Linked DNA regions of Gossypium arboreum: region 2 is linked to region 1. A link is a contact called in public Hi-C data. All regions are on one chromosome and are shown on one strand. The core of a region is the stretch at or near the end of the contact, and the rest is flanking DNA. Distances in the headings are between cores, read along the strand shown.

Region 1 (7,758 bases), core at 1,901-4,400:
GGTTATTAAACAGGTTTTGGAGGTTGCAAGATTAACAGTAAATTTTGAGCATACAAACAAAACCAGAGATTATTTGCTAGTACCTGAACTTTTTCACTATCCGCTAGGCTTCTCTCAATGAAAGTTTTGTCATCCTAAGGCCAAAACAAGAGCTCAGTTAAATAGGAACCATATTTCCAATACATGAAAAATGAAATGAGTTACAGAATACATGTCGCACAGAAAATCTTCTCTATAATAAAATAGAAAAATGGTTGAATTCTACAGACTGCAACTATGGCTAACAAGTAGAAAACATCAATATTATGTAAGAGGAACTTTCAAACCCCGGTTAATGTCAGCATCCCACACACGCATGCACTTTGAATTGCCCAACATACATAAACACAACATTTGAGAGGCTAATGCATGTGAAGCCAAGCATAAGTCTCCTCTAAAACAACATTACCTATCATTAACCTTGTATAATCTAAAACTTACGCAAAATTAGAAGCATGTATCTAGCATATGTGCAGAATTCAGAGCTCAAGACATAGAGGTCCAATAAAAGATTTTGTGGTATATATATGCCTTCATTAATCTTCACATAGACATATTCTTTGCATTTAATATTTGCCATCCAAAAGTTGAAGGAGCTTTACACCTAAACTATTCAGTGATAACCAACAACACTAGATAGTTTCAAGAAAGTTCAATTTGGAATTAGAACAATTCTCAAGGTGCCTTATTTATAAATGTTAGTTTTAGTTTCTATAATCTATATTATTAACACTTAAGTTATTGAGCCCATGAAGATTATATATTGTCAATCTAATGAAAAGAAGCCGAATGGTTTCTTTATGCAGGATAAGATTAAAGCCGTGATCAAAACAGTCTTTTAAACAAAATATTTTCATAATTCACAGCTTTATGTGTAGAATCTTTCACATTTTAAGCAAACGCTTAATTATCTTTACACCAATACAAAATTAGACTTTTTTTTCGACAAAACAAAATCAAATATTTGATACAGGGAAAAGACACAATTATGTATATGCATGTGTGACTGAGGGCAGGTGAACAATGGTTGATGCAATCATCATTCTCCAAGTACATATTGTGCATAGAGAAGCACATAGACATGGTTGCAGAGTGACACTCAGTATCTATAATCAAAAGGCTACTATTTTCTTTATCTGGGATAATATGGTGCATGCATTAGATGATTGTTTTACTTAGTATTACGGTATCCTTCCTTTCATTCCTGAACAAATAACAACAACATCAGGAAATATGTCATCCTTCGCCTACCCTTGGAATAGTAGATGGAAGAAGCAGAGTCCTTTAAGATGAATATAAACAACATTCTCTTCTTCCATCTACTATCCTTACAAGAACCGACATAGAGAAAATCCAGACCTGCCACATCTTGTCCTTGCTATTCCTCTGTCTTGTATATTACAAGTGAAAGCATAAAAAAGAAGGCATTGCTATTTAGGAATAGTAACTAAACATGTCAGATCATGTTTGTCTTATGTATTTTGTTGTTAAGGAAGAATCCCAAAATATGCCCTAAACAAGATTTATCCTCTTTTTACATGATGTATTTATCCTTTCTTTAATCGTTGCAAGTGTCATAATTTACCTTGCTCAAAATATCTAGCTTATAGGTATAAAATAAAATTTATTCACTTGCTTACTACTATGCATTGTGAATACTATGTTTTCACATGTTTGATATTCTAAAACTACAATAAGCATATAATATCATATAATAAATAAAATTAACTTAAAAGAAGCTTCAAGCATGTCCGTATTACATTACAAGCCAAACAAATAGCATTTTAATCTTAAATATAACTAGCAAAAAGGTCAGACCGAAGCATACTGAAGTGGTATATGAATCAAGTGAAAGACCAGATGTAAGGCCTTTGTGTGCAAATGTCACATGGTAACCACCATCCAAGTAGTTGTCGCAGAATACCTGTAAGTAAAAGAAACAAAATACAACTAGCCATCTCTATGTATGTTCAGCAAGCTTTGGACAACAATCATATAATCATTAACATAGAGAATATGCAATTTAATATTCAAGACAACATAATGTCGTTAGTGCTAGTGATAATAATAATTAATGCTTTATCAAAAGACAAAGCATACAGACAACATCATTAAAGCTACAAGGAAACTCCATATATCATTTAGGTATTATCATAAAAAGCTAAGAGCAAGAAATTAAATTGAAGGAGCTTCCATTAACCACAGAGACGCACCTTTCAGTTACATTCTATGATGTACTCACGTCGACAAACATAAGTTAGTGTGGTATCAACTCCATTAAGGCTAAATAATTTAGAGGAGCTACCAAGCCATTCACTTGCAACGTTTTTTGTATCAATATTGTCCTTTTGTAAAATATCATTGTCCATATTAAGAAGAACAAATGGTCCCCAAGTAGCAACTTTAATAAGTACAAGTCCAAAATCCTATCATCAATCAATAAATAAAAATAGCAGGATCATGGTGCCTGTCAAGACAAAATATGTAATGCTATAATCTAAACCTGATAGAAAAAACTATAATCTACTAACACAACTTAAAGGAATTTGATTTAAGCAACTTGATAACCATTTCATTCGGGAAGCCAAATTTTTTTTTTTATTTTTACGATAATAAAGAACTAAAAGAAATGCACAGTCATTTTCAAGCAGACATCCACTCCTCATCAATATGTACTTTTGTAAGTGAAAAATGAATAAAAATGCCAAAAAAGGCAAAGGTGCAAATCTTGTACCGTAGAATTTCTACTTTAAATCATTATACAACTAAATTACAGCCAAAATTTTCATGCTATGCCTTTACATTTTTCCAGAGAGAAATTTTATAAGAATTTTTGAACTAAAACTATTTTCTTATTTTCACATATTGCCTCTTAAAAAAAGAATGTACCTTCTTGTCAAAATAGTCAGCCCAGAATCTAGCAGTAGCTTTTTGGTAAGGGTCAGAAGAGAGCAAAGGAGCTTTGTCATGCCATACCTCATCGATGTACTGAACCTGAATGAGCGCCTCGCAAGCAGGTTTACCGTTATGGATAAGAACAGGGATTTTCTTATGAACAGGGTTCGTCTGTAGCAGTAAAGCACTCTTGTTCCACAAGTCTTCTTCCTTGTATTAATACTTTATCCCTTTCTCAGCCAAAGCAATCCTGGATCTCATCCCAAACATACTTGGCCAAAAATTCAGCAGTACTACTTCCTCTGCCATTCTTTTGATCTAAAGATTCAAAAACTAAAACTAATATATTGGGTTTGTTCTTTTCTCTATCTGATTCTGAACTGAAGGGGTATAAGTATGTATATTTATAGGCAAAAAAAGGGTAAGAGTCCTACGTCTTTCCTGACATAATCACATAAATCAAATGAATCTGGAGAAAGAGAACAGGAAATTCTCTCTCGTGAAAACTCCCGATATTTTCATTTTTCTAAAAGTTTATTTCCGTTGATAAATCTGCTAGAACCTCACATATATTAAAAGAAAAAGAAACAAAAAAAATGTTAATCTTGCATTCTTTACTATCTTCTTACTTTATATCAGCATTTATTGAGACAAATCCTAAACAAATCAAGCTTCTTCGACATCAATTACAAATAAAAGAAAAATAAGATCGATCAAAATTCAAATAAAATTCAACTATAAGTATGAATTACTCGAATATTTACCACTTTTCCAACATTGATAGAAACTCTAGATGCTGAAATACCTAGCCGAATCGCTTTCCCTAATACCTGAAAAAAATTAATTTTTTTTAAATACAAGGGCTTTACTTAAATGAAGTACTATTAAAAAAAACTTAGGGATTTTGGGGGAAATTTAGGGATTAGGGGAAATGTAAAAAATTGGGGAAATTTATTTTGGGGTTTTGCTAGAAATGGCTAAACGTTTGGGATATCTGTTTTGGGATTTTAAGGGAAATGGCTAAGTATCGGGCATGACACAAGAAGATGAAATTTAAGAAAGGAAAATGACGCCGTTTTCATAGTGTTTTTTTGTGGTTTTTTTTATAAAAAAAACGCCACTAATCTCTTAGTTTTCATATTTATTTTTATTTGTTATAATTTGGAAGCCATAATAATTAACTTATAATAGTCAATATTTAATAATATATATATAAAGTTTATCTATTATCTCTTAAATAATTTAAACTATAATCATAATTTTAATATATTAAGATTAATATTATCTCTTTTACAATTATATAAGAAATCGTTTAATATATAAATTAAATAATACTAATTAATATAAACCCTAAACCTCTAACCCCTACCCCTAAATCTTAAATCCTAAACACTAAACCTATAACCCTATCCCTTAACCCTTAAACCCTAAACCCTTAACACCTAACCCCTAACCCTTAAACCCTAACACGTAATCCCTAAACCATAATCCATAAACCTTAAAATATTAACTCATAAACCATAAACCCCTAACCCCTCTCCCCTTAACGCCTAACCCCTATCCCCTTAACACTTAACCCCTAATCCCTAACCATTAACCCCAACCCTTAAACCACCCTTAAACCATAATCCCTAGACTCATAATCCATAAACTTTAAAATAGTAACTCATAAACATTAAACCCTTAACCATATACCGTAAACCCTAAACTATAATGATAATTAATTCAATATTTTAAAATTAATACTATCTCTTTTACAATTATATAAGAAAATATTTAACATATAAATAAAAAATAATTAGTCATATATAAAAAATATTTAAAATTATTTTAAATAATAGTATTTTAATTTTTTTCATTTTTTTGTGGCGTTTTATAAAAAACGCAACTAAAGATTGAGCATTAGCGGCATTTCTTAAAAAAGCGCCGCTAATACTCGATCTTTAGCGGCGCTTTTTAAAAATGCCGCTAAAGCCACTAAAAGCTCCATACAAAACGATGGCGTTTTTTAAAAAACGCTGCTAAAGATCAAGCATTAGCGGCATTTTCCAAAAAACGCCGCTAAAGGTGTACATATAGCGGCGTTTTTAAAAAAATGCCGCTAATACTCGATCTTTAATGGCGTTTTTAAAAGCGCCGCTAAAGCCACTAAAGGCACAATACAAAACGACGGCGTTGTGTTAATTTTTTGTGGCGTTTTTTAAAAAACGCCGCTAAAGATCAAGCATTAGTGGCGTTTTCTATAAAGCGCCGCTAAAGGTGTACATATAGCGGCGTTTTTTAAAAAGTGCCGCTAGTACTCGATCTTTAGCAGCGTTTTTCATTCAAACGCCGCTAAAAACCTGTTTTGTTGTAGTGCACAGACGTGTTTTAGGCCGTGTGAAACCTGGAGCTAATTTTTTCAAAGTTAAAGAGTTACATGGCCTAACCACACGGGTGTGTGGAGCACACAACCTGGCCACACGGGAGTGTGGGATCTCACATGGGCATGGGAGAAGCGAAGGAAAACACACACGGCCTGGCTACATGGCCATGTGACTCACACGGCCTGGACACATGGGCATGTTCATGGCCATGTGAAAAATAGGTTAATCACCCCAATTTTATTTTATTTATTTTAATTGTTATATTATTTATTTTTATTTTACTAATTAATTAATTAATTTATTATTCTTATACTTATATTTTAATTTTTATATATTTTAATTTTTATATACTTTTATTATTTTTATTTTGCTATTTCTATTTTTTTTTTTTTTCTTTCGTATTTTTTACTATTATCATTACAATTACCTTTTAAGTTTATTGATATCATTGAGTTTATTATTATTATTTTATTATTATTATTATTATTATTATTATTATTATTATTATTATTATTATTTATCTTTCTTTTTAATTTTGTTTTAGTTGTTTTATTTTTTTTCTCTTCAACTTATTTTCATTATTATCTTTTGAAAGATTTATGGTTGTTTCTAATCGAGTTATAACCTCTTAATTTTCTTTATTATTTGTGTTTACTTTCGTGTTAATTTGTTCGGAATCATGAGTTACATTTAAATTTGACTGCAATTCCGCTTTTCACTATTCTGAAGATTTCATCCAATATTCAGGGCAGTTTTAGTTTTCTCCCTCTCTTATGATCTTCTGTTTATACTGTGATTATATATGATTGTACATTGAGGACAATGTACATCTTAAGTGTGGGGAGGTTATATATAGAATTATTAGAAAATCCCTGAATTATGTCTTGTGTTTAAGTAATTTTCTCACATTACTATTAGAATGAATTCTTATTAATTTATGATTATCATTGATGTGTTTTAGATTAAATTCATAGGTAATTGTGCATTGATTGTTTAAATTTTAAGACACTAGAGAATCAAGCATGATAAGTCTATTTTCAGAATAAAATTTTTTTAGGTTTTTTCCCTAAATTGAAGTATTACCTTGAAATTTGAGATTTGCAAGATTAATATCAAAAACCATAATTTTTGTGAGATTTTGAGCCTTTAGAGCATACACTTTTCTAGCTCACTCTATTATCGGTTATGAATTTGTCAATACTGATTGGTTATTCATTATACATGTCGAGACCACACATTTTATTTGATATACTGAGATGATAAAGACACCTAGATTTTAACCCACTTATCCCATAAGCCTACCTTCATAATTAACCCTTAGTGAACCCTTTTTAAGCCTAAAAAACTATTTCTTGATTTACCTTTTAATATTAACCCATAACTTTTTTTGATTCATTGAGAATTGTTTCCCGTTTTATTGACTCCCTTTTTTGTCGAGATTTGATTTGGTTAGCTGCTTAACTATGTTCTTTTGTTTCAGTTGTTAAATTTTCTCTTATTATCTATTGTTCTAAAAAGAAAAGAAAAAAAAGTGAAAAAAATACATTTATGTTGGATTATTACTAGTTCTATGTTTTTGAGCTTAAGTAGTTAATTTCATATTCTGAGAAGAAGCTCGTGTTATAATAATTTCGATTGATGTAATTATTTAGTATTAGTTTATTTTTCTAGTTAGGTAATTTATCAATTCGATCTCGATTCTAACATTCTTTTTCAGCCTTTATCCACACCTTTAACCCAAGCCCCTTTACAACCCTTTAAAGACCTTTTGATTTGTGTATCATATCATTCTATAGTGGTGGAGATTTGATTTTCATGCAAGCCTATGGTAATGACTTTTCATAATTGACTTTTGAGTGCTTAATTTTTGAACCTTAAACATTTTGAGTGATTTGAGTGAATCTTTAGTGAGGATGTAAAATCTTGTCGTTTTTGAATTAAAGGTAAATACTTAAATAAGAGGAGATACCTATGTTTTCATGTCTTAAAAAAATGTGTGACTTGGATTGTTTGAATCTTTAGGGCTCTTTTAGTTGAATTTTCAATGCATGATTATTTGTGAATTATTTTGAAACATTATTGATGAGAATTATAAGTTGAGAAGAATTAATTTTAATTATGAGTTGAGAATTTTGCTTGAGGACAAGCAAATACTTAAGTGTGGGGATATTTGATAAACCATAAATGTAACATATTTTAGTCCCATTCTTAATGCGTTTATGGATGATTAATGATGTAAATTAGTGAATTTGAAGCTCCTAATCCCTTAAATTCATGTTTCTATACTTAGGAGAGCATCTGGGAGCAAAAGGAGCAAAAAAGGGCCAAAATCGAAGTTTTCAGGATCCACACGGGTAGGCCACACGCCCATGTGATCCACACTGGCAGGCCATACGCCCATGTGCCAGCCTGTGTCGATATCGCTCCCTGTTTCCCAAACAAGCGGAAAAAGCCAATT
Region 2 (6,741 bases), core at 140-2,639, 35 kb before region 1:
AGATAGATTAAATCATAAATGTATGAATTAAAATAATTCAATTTGCTCTAAAACTTAAAAACATTTTAGATCTTATTTTAAGAGTTTTCGTTGCCACAAATATTACTCAATTACACACATTACTACGACTTAATAATATTTATAGGTCAAAATATGATGGTAGTCCCTGTACTTTTATAGTATTTGAGATTTAGTCCTATATTTTAAAAGTTAAAAATTAAATCCTTTAATTTTTCTTTCAATTTAAAAATCCTAACTCAATTATTAACACCATTAGTATTTTCCATCAAAATTTACTAACTTAGAATATTTATTTTCTGTCAATCATATATCACATAATATAGGGTAGCACAATTAATATGTTAAGTTGGTAAATTTGACAAAAAAAAAAATAAAGATGTTAAATGATTGGAATTTTTTTTTTTTGGGGGGGGGGGGGGGGACAAATAGGCATATATACTGATAAATGGCTACCGGCAACGCCTACAGGTAAGGTGCAATCAGCGTAATTGGATATGACAGTTACTATGGTTTCCGGCCTCATAAATCAAAACGAAATGGTTTGGGATCAGAAATTACTTCATTTGCTGATTTCTAAGGATGAAGCATCTGATTAGTAGCATTCCATTATCGAAATTTGGCATGGATGATATGCTGGTGTGGCAATATGATAACTTCGGGGTTATAGTGACCGAGCAGGTTACAAAACCGTTATGGGGTTCAATGGCAACATATCATACAACCATGCGGTTGTAATAGACATACAGGGGAAATTATTTTACAATGCATTATGGTCTTTCCGTTGCCTAAAAAAAATCCTTTTGACAGTTTGTCGTTTTTACAAAGGATTTATACCCACAAGAGCTACTCTCTTTGCTCGTCGAATCCTCATTGATCCGCTATGCCCTTTGTGTTGACATGCGGAGGAGACGCTATGTCATTTATGCTTTGAATGCTCTCATACGGCTGCTATATAGTCAAGATTGCAGGTTTCATGGCTTGCTCGATTGAACACGGCAAGCTTGCAAGACTGGTTCCTTCATTTCTTCACTTTACCGGACTTGTATACCAACTCGAAAATTTCGGTGGTTGTGTAGTGCTTGTGGTATTACCGCAATCGCTTTGTTCACGAAGGTAGGAATGTCTCCATTCCAGATATCGAGTTGTGTGTAGCTTCTTACCTGCGTCAATGCTCATCCCAGCCTGGTTCGCCGGCCCTTGATGCTGTTAGCCGAAGGACGCAATGGGTGGCTCCACCTACAGGGCTTTACAAGGTGAACTTTGATGCAAGCTTTTGCTCAAATACTGGATATCGGAGGCTAGCTTTTGGGTTTCGGTCCTGCTCTTTCCGACATGTCTGAAGATTGGCGAACGAGGCGGCTCATGTCCTTACGGAGCAGCCAGTCAGAGAAGTTGATGGTCTTGTGTGGATTGAAGAAGACCCCGCTTGCCTGGTACATCTGCTTCACCTCGATCGTTCTGGTACAGGTCCCTCATAGACTGCACTCGCTTATCTCTTGTTCTGACTTCTCATTAGTTTATCTTCTGTTATTATGGGACATTGTGGTGAGCTTATGGGCTAGAGGTAGGGTGTAATTGGGTGGGCCTGCTGGCCGGGTTAGAGTGGCTCATGACTTGCTGGTTGCTATTTAATTTAATTTGGTAAGATGTTGGTTTTCTCAAAAAAAAAATCAAATTTTCAAATATATTGTTCCTAAAAATTACATGCCACAAATTTTCAAATATATTATAGGCATATAAAAATTATAAAATTTTATAAAATTAATGGATTTGGTAAATTTATCATTTAACAAAATGAAAATTAGGAAAAAAAACTTTAAAAATGTTTTATTAAATTATGAAAAATATTTGATTTATTAAACTTTTCTTTTCATTAAAGAAAAAGTGTTGTTTAATAAAAAAATGCCTTCATTTTATTTGCTCGTGTTTTCACAACTATATTAATAGTGATGTATTAAACATTTCTTTACTAACTTTTCATGGTGAAAGGATGAAAACAGATTAATTATATATATAATAAGATTAAATGCTATGGACAATATTTCAAACACAAATATCGTATGTCTAAACAATATGAAAGAAGCGAAAAAAATCAATATAAAGAATATATATTTTAGTTAGGATAACACAGAAAAGTATGAGAGAACTGAATCGCATTAATATATAAAATAAATGTTTAAATGGGAAACAAATATTCATATTGTTTTGTTCATTGAAAAGTGTCATATCTCATATCTCACAACATACAAACAAGGGAGACTTAAAAGCTCACTAAAGAGGGCACACATAAAGATACAAGTGTTGAAAATTGTAATATCTACAAATAGTTATTATTTGAGAATAAGTGCTTTTCACCGAGAAGAGCTCTTTGAAGTCATTTTTTCTAAACCATTTTATCTTCTCACCTTGGATAGAAGTTTTAGTGATTAGATCAATTGCTATATTGAGGTTGAGAAGTTATAGTGAATTTGTAAGAATTAATAAAGTAACTTGCGGGTTAGATTTTTGGTGTGTAATTGTGTTAATCAACGGTTTGAATGGGTCTATTGAGATCTAGCTATTTTGACCATTCTATAGTTGAATATCTTTACCTTTTTTAGAGATGTCTCTGCTGGTGAAAATACTTTTCCACACTTTAGGAATCGGATGGTTTGGGTTTCACTAGTTAAAAAGGGTATTTGTTGCAATATTTTGCGGTGATGACTCTGGTTAGAAAGCAATGTTTGTCAATAAGGGTACGCTAATTGATTTTTTGTATGAGTGTTTCATTGAAAAGATTCATTTTGCGAATTCTTAGGCCTATGTGAGAAATGTGAGCACATAGAGTGTCCTAATTACAAGTGTGAAATTTTGTCTCTCTCGAGTCATGACCCCACTAGAAAGACCTAATTCTTTTATCTATATAATCACAAATAGCAAAGGGACTTTAAAGATAGAGTGAGTTTGGTTAAAGTTAGTCTTTATCTGGAAGAGAGGCATTTAAATTTCTAATAGGCAAGTTTCAAGTTGAATTTATCAAGTAGGTTGCCAAAGAATTCCTTCTTATTATGAATTTTTCCCAATTCAAGACCCAAATATTTTCTTGAATTGTCTACTTTTTTTTAGTATTCAAAATGCCGTTGAACCATTTACTTGTATGGACTTTTATGGAAGGGCTAAGAAAAAGTTCTTACTTTTCAAAGTTGATTTGTAATCCAAAGAGAGAGAGAAAGAGCTGAAGTTTATAAGAAAAAATTTTAGCTTTCTACGTTAAGAGCTAGTTTGGCAATACTTTTGAAAAGTGTTTTTAAAAAGTGCTGTGAAAAAGTACTTTTTAGAAGTGCTTTTGAAAAGTTTGGTTTAAAATTTGAGTGTTTAGCATTGCCGTTAAAAAGTGCTTTTGAGAAATAAAATGTCTATTTTAGACATGTTATTATAAAGTAACAAATATGCATTTAAATAATATTTAAATTAGTTAATATTATTATATTTTAGTAAGAATATAAAAAAATTATTATAACTTCTTGTTAATATTTTAATATATAAAATATAAATTTTAAATATTTTTAAGCAATAAATATTAATTATTTATAAAATTTAATTAGAATATATAAACTATATTTTAAATATTTAAATATAACTATTAAATATTTGTAATTAGTATTTTAAAAAATATTTTTTATTTTTAATTAATGATTTTAACTCATTTGTAATTAAGTATCAAGAAAAAAAAGAGAAAGTACTATGTTATTGGAGGGGTGAAAAAGTAATTAAGCATTAAAAGTGCTTTTGGGAGAGGAAAAGCTAAAAATTTTAGCTTATCCTTTTCAGAAGTGCTTTTGAAAAGCAATTCTGAAAAGCTAAAAATTTCAGCCAAAAGCAGCTTGTTCTGCATAGCTTTTCTTCCAGAAGTGCTTTTGGAGCTAGAAGTGCTTTTGAAAAGCAATGCAGAACTGGCTCTAAAGCACATTGGCGTTGAAGAAAATGTAGCAATTGTTAGCAAAAAGGAGATGGTTTATTAGAGAAGCATTTCTAGAGATTTTGATACCTCTAATAGATCCATCATTTTCAGCTTCTTTGAAGAGATGAGAAAAGACATTCATATACATGATAAACACATAAGGAGAAAGGGGGTCACCTTGTTGCAGACCTTTGTTAAGTGAGAAGCTTTTGGAAGGTGAACCATTAACCAACACTAGGTAAGATACAATAAAGATACATTGTCTTATTATATTGATCCAGCGTTGATTAAAACCAAATGCTTCCAAAACCATGAGAAGGAAATCCTAGTTAATTCTGTCAAGGACTTTATTCATATTAATTTTGAAAACGGCAAGGGAGGCTCTACCCTTAGTTTTCCTTTTGACGGCGTGGCGTAATTCAGAAGCTAGGATAATATTATTAGTGATGAATCGCCTAGGAACAAAATTATTTGGGTAAGGTAAGATGAGCAATGAAAGTGCTTCTTTGAGTCGATTAACAACAATTTTTGAAATAATCTTGTAAGCCACATTAAGAGATTGATTGGGTGGTAATAAGAGGGTTGAGATTGAGAAATTCCTTTTGGGATAAGAGTTATAAGGGTTTTGTTGAGTTCTTTTAGCAGGTGGCCTACATTGAGAAAAGAGAGGGTGGAGGTCGTGACATCTCACCAATTATATCATAATACTTTTGATAAAATAATCACGGCTTGCCATCAATACTAAGGGCTTTGAGGGCTTTAATTTGAAAAATAACTTTTTTAACCTTGGAAGGAATAAAGGGTTTAAAGAGGGAGGTCAAGCCATTTTGAGAGAGATGTGGCATATTCAAGTTATTGAGAAAAGAGAGTGTTGAGTCTCTATTGAAAGGGGGTAGAGTCCTAAAGAGGTCAACAAGAAGTTTATGAAAATGTACTTGATGGTTAGAGGGTTATCATCCCAGTATTTAGGAGTGGGATCAAAGATTCCATCAATTCTATTGGCAACTTTTCTCTTTTTAGTGGTGAAATGAAAAAAGTTTAGTGTTTCTATCTTCTAAGTAGTTCCAATGAAGTCTGAATTTCTGAAGCTAGTGGAAATGCTCCCGTTCTTCAAGTTGTTTTAAACTTTTCCTGATGGATTTTTCCTTATCTAGAGATATGTCAAAAAAGAGCTCAGATTGATTTTCCATAAGCTCATGTTTAAGATTTTTCTTTCTAATAGCAAGATTACAAAGACTTCTTTGTTCCATTTTTGCAAGGCCGAACTCAAGGCTTTCAACTTACATAAAAGCTTATAAAAGAGAAAACCTCTACATTAATCTTCAAAGTCTCATTGATAACATCTCTACATTATGGATAAAGAGTTCACATGACTTCAAAACGATAAAGGCTTTGTTGAAAAAGAGTTAACTTGTTAGATGATAAGATCATTGGGCAATGATCGGAGAAGGCAACTGGTAGATGCAAAATAGAGATGTTGGAATACGAGTTGAAGTAGTGGTTATTGGCAAAGGTTTTGTTGAGTCTCTTCCAAACTATTTCTTTATTTTTCCTATTATTGGTCTATATGAAGTAGGAGACTTTAGATGAAATTTTAGAGAGGCATCATTACTTAAAATAATGGATTAACTTAGAAGAACTTTTTAAGTTATTAGAGAGCTTAAAAAGTTTATCTCTGTACCATAAAACTTGGTTAAAATCTCCAAACACAGTTCAAAATTGTTATTATCAATAGATTTGGAAATTTTGATGAGTTGATCCCAAACTTTTTACCTATCATAAACTTAGGCTTTCCATAAATATAAGTAATCCAATTACTTAGACTAAAATCCTCAATGTAGTAAGAAATAATATTTTCATTGATAGAGAAAATATTGAATTTGATATTCTTCTTCCAAAGCAAAATAGTCCCCCACTAAGGGCAATCCTATCCATTCCAACAAAATAGTCAAAGTTCCACCTAGAGAGTAGATTTTGAAAATTGTATTTGTTAGCCTTAGTTCCCCTAAAAAAAAAAGTCCACCATAAATCTAGAAATAAGATGGGAATATTGATAAAATGTTAAGGGATTCCCAAGTCCCCTACATTTCAACTTAGGAATATCATGGCAAAAGGGGAGGCTGATTAGGGACAACCTACCTCAACCTATGTAGACAGGAGGGATAAACATAATAGAAGTAGCACTAAAGTCAATCAACATATTTTCAAAAAGGGGTTACAAGGAGGATTAGGGTTGCAAGAATACAGGTACTAAATTGTCATCAATTAAAGAAACATGAACCTGGAGAAAGTGATAATCAAAAACAGCAACCTATGGTTTTTTTAAGAAGGGCTCTTCAATGGACATGGCTTCCGTTTTAACTTCAGATTCAATAAAGCCATCACAGAGGGGCTTATTGCTTTGAGACCTCAAAAATTCTTTTTCTCTTATATCCAGATTGGTCCTACGATACATTAGAGGTGTAATCCTTGTTTGGTCTATCATAGCTGAGGTTATATTTACCTTAACTAGGAAATTGCTGCGACAGGTCATGAGGGCTAAAGTTTTCTAGGTTTAGGACATCTTCAGATTCTCGCTCAATAATCGGGGCTACATTCTCATTGTCAAGCCTTCCAATCACAGAGGGATTAGAAGCATCTTCAACATTTTCATTGTCAATATACATCACAAAATTAAAAGGAATAGAAGTAAAATTTCTAAAAGTTCTTGTATCAGTAAAGTTGTTCATGGATGGGTAAGGTACAGATGGAGCTTTTTTTAGGCCATACAAAGCATTGGA

The links. Hi-C and Micro-C count contacts between places; a contact is called where the count stands out from the background.
Region 2: a Hi-C map of leaf shows a contact between it and region 1, with 1.8 times the contacts expected there. The contact joins the enhancer-like site here to the promoter of LOC108480141 in region 1. A contact is called at or near these places in 2 of 5 Hi-C or Micro-C datasets (both in leaf).

Annotation. Positions count from the first base shown.
Region 1 is chr1:109,315,399-109,323,156 of ASM2569848v2, reverse strand. It overlaps LOC108480141, which reads right to left and starts at 3,150. Exons shown (of 6, transcript XM_053030172.1): 1 at 2,929-3,150; 2 at 1,868-1,963; 3 at 84-134.
Region 2 is chr1:109,349,254-109,355,994 of ASM2569848v2, reverse strand. No RefSeq gene overlaps it. Among protein-coding and RNA genes, the nearest start is that of LOC108482361, 9.8 kb to the left of the region's middle. Within about 2 kb of position 1,389, at least 2 of the 2 cell types and tissues checked have an H3K27ac peak or open chromatin away from gene starts, as enhancers often do. A contact at or near this core is called in leaf, where this site is marked.